Linked DNA regions of Danio rerio: region 2 is linked to region 1. Evidence: chromatin contacts called from public Hi-C data. All regions are on one chromosome and are shown on one strand. The core of a region is the stretch at or near the end of the contact, and the rest is flanking DNA. Distances in the headings are between cores, read along the strand shown.

Evidence for each region. Hi-C and Micro-C count contacts between places; a contact is called where the count stands out from the background.
Region 2: a contact with region 1 is called in a Hi-C map of an unstated tissue, with 1.9 times the contacts expected there. The contact joins the enhancer-like site here to the promoter of si:ch211-108d22.2 in region 1. A contact is called at or near these places in 5 of 18 Hi-C or Micro-C datasets (embryo, fin fibroblasts, gastrula embryo and 1 more) and 1 of 4 datasets of contacts at active chromatin or transcription factors (embryo).

Annotation. Positions count from the first base shown.
Region 1 is chr3:12,802,393-12,804,956 of GRCz12tu, reverse strand. si:ch211-108d22.2 reads right to left here and starts at 1,290. Exons shown (of 8, transcript XM_073944212.1): 1 at 957-1,290.
Region 2 is chr3:12,839,542-12,842,105 of GRCz12tu, reverse strand. LOC101884073 reads right to left here. Exons shown (of 17, transcript XM_068218778.2): 2 at 1,213-1,310. Among named protein-coding and RNA genes, the nearest start is that of si:ch211-108d22.2, 37 kb to the right of the region's middle. Within about 2 kb of position 1,270, at least 8 of the 62 cell types and tissues checked have an H3K27ac peak or open chromatin away from gene starts, as enhancers often do.

The DNA of each region.
Region 1 (2,564 bases), core at 41-2,540:
ACCATATCCCACTTTCTTTACATTACTGTGCATCGATCGTCGCCTTTCATACCTCTGAAAATGCATGTATAAGCGCTGACTGACAGACGCCCTCCATACAATAAACTGATGCCAGATCAGCGTCTGTACACGCCATTTACAGAGGAGCGGGTGTATGTTTAAACAGACAAATACACTGAATAATATGTGTAACCCTTTTTCCTTTTACCTCTGGACTCCAGATAAAAAGAACCTGATAAAAGGGCCTGAGTTCACAAGATTTCTTTTAATATATCCACTAATCGTCTGACAAACCTGAACACGTTTAACTTAGATTAATATTAGTTATGTACTGCACTCACTAATCACTCAAATACCAACAAGAGACAAAATAAGGACCCAAAACCACAATGATTAACTATAAAAGTGTATTCAAGGTATTTTCAATAAATAAAAAACAATATCAATCAATTATGTAGAAAAATAAAATAAAAATGTATTATTCACTTAAAATAGGTTTCAATTCTATGCTCAGATGCAGCACAGAAAGACAAAATCACATAAGGAATACAAAAATACTCAAAATATGACAATAAACCAATGCGTTTCTCCTATTATTAAACTAAACACAGTAATTTGTATATGCTTGTTCCCTTATGCTATTATAAATTAAAATCTCTTCCTAAAGCTATCTCTGTATGTATCCAAGAGTAAATATGCTACTCTAAAACAAAAACCCGAAATAAACAATAGATTATAACTCTCCCGTAAAGCTGACTTTAACAATATAAATGAACTACTGTTATGACAGAGAATTTGAAAGAAAAACCTTTTAACAAGTCACTATACACACACACACACACACACACTAATCCCACCCCGTTGCAGGCCTGATGTGCAGCTTGAGTTCGTTGTGGCCCAGAAACAAACAAATGGCACCTTCGCTCAACCGAGCAAACAAAATAAAGGTACCTTACTTATCAGATGACAAAAGGTGTGCTTCCTTTCACCGTGATGCTTCCAGCAAGTTCGTTCTTCACGTCAGTTTTCAGTTCGTAAGGGTTTCGAACTAATTTTAGTGATTAAAGTCCTGTGAAGAACTTTCCATATGCAAAGGACAACTTAAACTGTTTCTCACTTAACGTTACTGCACAAATCAGATCTTCTTTCCGTTTCTTTTTAGCAACGTGTGTGCACAGCTAAACACACTAAATATAAACTTAAAGGGAATATAACAGACTTTATGGTCTAAAATCTACAAACTTCCCGATCTCTCACGCACTGCGTGTGACTTTTTTCCCTCTCTCTCCCGATTCTTTTTTTCTCCCGCCCCTTTTTACTCCCAATTGGAGGAGCAAAAACACACTCTCTAACCCAATCAGATAACAGCATCTCCCCACATAGCATTTGTTATGCTAGACCTGTGTCATCTCAACCAAGCTTGCTGAATACATTTCACATTTTAGGTGCTTTATTGGCATGACAAATAGCTGTACATTCGTATTGCCAAAGCAGTGCAGCGTCGCTGCGTACAGACAAGACAGTGCAAAAAGGGCAGTAGTGCAAACAAATATAAACATAAAATATAATATAGAAATAAAGAAAAGAAATGTAAAAAAAATAAAAATAGATTAATAAAAATAACAATATATCAGTAAAACTAAAAATATTAATAAAAATAAAAATAGATTAATGGTAATTTGTGAAACAGGATAAAAGTGGTGACAATAATATCAACAGTAAGTCCACGAGTAAAGAGTTCCTGTGTTGTGTGTTGGAGACAGTGGAGCGGATCATTGTGGGTTCCTCAGACGGTGGCAGGAGTGCACAAACTGAGCTGCTAACACACAGCAGCACACACACTCCCCCAGTAGGATGGGCAGTTTCTCATTGTTTGACAGGGACTCAAAGTTTTTGTGTGTGTGTGTGAGTTTTGGGTAGAACTTCTCCAGGATCTCTGAGCACTCCGCAAGGAAGTGCAGTTCTGTTTCAATCGGCTGCTGAGGGCAGTGTGGGCAAAGCCGCTCCTCCACCGGCAGCCATGTTTGTCTGTGCCGGCCCGTCTCTATAGCCAGCTGGTGTCCGCTGAGTCTGTATCTGCTCAGGGTGTTCCTCAGACCTTTATCTGTCACTGTGTGAAGGTAGTCTGCCAGAGTATATTGTCTCTTCAGGGCCAGACAACACTGCATTTTGCTTTGCAGTTGTGTTTGAGTGTCCCAGTGGTGTGTGTAGCTGTTCTTGATCTGGTGTGTGATCTGAGTCAGTGGCAGGAGTGTGTTCAGCTCCTCAGGAGACGTCTCAGAGACCCTGAAGCTCTGGGCCAGCTGGGAGAGTGGGTCTGCTCTTCTGCTCAGTTCTCTGTCCTGCAGGGCTTTATAGTGGTATGAGTCCGGGTCGCTGAGTTTTAAGTGCTTCCAGAATTTGACAGCTCTTTTCTGTATCTTTATTATCAGAGGGTATTTGCCTAATTCTGCTCTGCATCCGTTGTTTGTTGTGTGCCGGTGGACGTGTAGGATGTTCTTACACAGCTCTGTGTGCAGGGTTTCTATAGGGTGTTTGTCCCATTTGGCCAGATCTTGTTCAGG
Region 2 (2,564 bases), core at 21-2,520, 37 kb before region 1:
CGAACAATTTAGCCTACCCAATTCACCAATAGCGCATGTCTATAGACTTGTGGGGGAAACCGAAGCACCCAGAGGAAACCCACGCGAGCACGTGGAAAACATGCAAACTCTACACAGAAATGCCAACTGACCCAGCCAAGGCTGGAACCAGCGACCTTCTTGCTTTTGAGGCGACAGCACTGCCTACTGCAACACTGCGTCGCCTATTTTGATTTCAAAAGATCTTATTAGTAATCATTACAGAACTTAACAATTGTTAACAACTGTAATTGTGTTGCTGTTATTGTCTGTGCTAGCACTTTCAGATAGATAATAGAGTAACACAGTAGACCTACATAGCACTCAAATGTGCAAATAATAATTGCGTTTTATATTATACATTTTGTTTAAACATTTTTACTTTAAAGGTTTTTATTTTGCCTGAAAACTGCCTAAAAAATTCTCCTTGAAATGGTACAATAATACATGAAATAAGAACTAGCTGTAAATTAAAATAATGATTAAAATAATAATAATAATCTTTTGACAGTAACTGGTCAAATCAAACACTCGAATAATTGCTTGTTGTTGTAATAAGATGTCTTATTGATTTACGCCATAAAACTTGGTCATTTTCAGGAATCGCTTTAATAAAATCAATAACCTTATTCAATGTGTTCGATGTTGCTACATTCTAGAAAGTGCCGGTCTGAGCGTGCAGTTGGGTTTCCGGGCCTGCAGCTTCACCCCTTAATCAGGATGAGACAAAAATTGTCAGGGACAGTCGTTTTGTAATATTTTAAATTAATAGTGTTGAAGTGACCCCAGTAACAAAACAATTAGCAAACGACATTAATAATAACGATGATAAAATACCACTCTTTTTAGCGCTCCTACCTAGCATAATGTTAGTCCTATTCCGCCTCTGTGCTTTGTTTGTGCTGTCTGTCATTCAAAAAGTAGATCACATAACACGATAAGTAGATCCGATGCGATCGATCAGATTGTGCTGCAAAATAAAACTTAGACCAAACCACCTGAAACTAATTGGATTAGTTATTAGATTAAATTAGTATTGGTAGACTGACTTATATGCGTCTCTAAAAACGAAACCAAAACTACAGTATAAATGAAAACTTGCTGCAGTTACGGATAGCATGAAGTAAACGTTTATATACTTGAAAATTAACCTAATTTGACAAGTTTAGGGCTACTAGACAGTAGTGTACCTACCGGCCGCTCAGATTTCCCTGTTTTTAACCGTCAAACGATGATCTTTTTCATTAGATGCTTATGCCAGTTGGTACACCGCTGGGTGAGTTTTTCGCCACCTGCTGGGATGGAGTGAGGCCGGATAAGAGAATTGTTTATTGAAAAGAAAATTTAAAAAAAGAAAGAAACAAAATAGATTTTGTAATAAGTCTGTTATTTTCAGGAAATATTTAAGTGCTTTGTGTAATAAGCAGGGGCGGATTTATTGATTTGGGGGCCCTAAAGTCCTAAAATGCACCCTTTTCCACTTTGTAATTTATTTTGCTGATCTATATATCACTCCATCTTCTTTTCTACATTTTATCTTAATGCTATCTCTACATTTTAAATGATTTGTTTTCTTAAAATGAATTCTTAACTAAAATAATATATAGCCTATATTTTCTTAATTTGACTGGACTACTCCATGATTGGGGGTGATGGACAACCTGGTGCAAAATAATATTAAAAAAATAATATTATAATGTTATTACATAACATAACATTGTAATAATAAAACTATATTTTAATGTATATCAAATAATATGTAATTACATAAAAATTTCACCAAACAAAATATGATAAAAAGTGATGTTTTTTATAGTGTATAGGAACAATTTGTGCTTCTAGATATTTATTGGGGGCCTCCAGATTTCTTGGGGACCTCACTTATTGTTTAAATCCACCCCTGGTTATAAGAACTGTTTAACACATTCTGTAATGTCGTAGATTTAATGCCAGCAGCTTGTAATTCCTCTTTTAACTGGAGTTTTCCCCTTTCATGTGCTTTTGTAACCCTCCCAAAAAGGGCATAAAGTATTCAAACACAAAACAAGTTCTGGACAAAATAAAATATTTATTTCGGGCCACAATAATCAAGCAAAATTCAAACACTCAATTCACCTAAATACTAGTTTCACTTTTTTTTTTATTTTAGCAGCAGGTAAAGAATAAAAAGTTCACAAATGATGTATATATTATTAGCGGACTGGATAAAAATGATTGGGTAAGGCAATTAAAATGACCACCACTAGGCATTTAACAAATGGCATCAACCGTAATTGCGCAACACATCTACATTTCACGACAACCCAGAGTTGTAATACACCACACAGTAAATCTCTTAAATATAAATGTATAAATAACACCCATAAACAGACACCACACAGCAATCAAAACATAAGCTACCATTACTGCCACTCCAGCTAACTAGTATCAAGCAATGACTGTAAAAAATATGGACGACGCGATAGCCCCTTTTCCCATTGAACGCCTTGAGGGCAAAACGCCTGCTTGACGGGCACAAACTGTCGCAAAAGACTGCTGAAATTGGA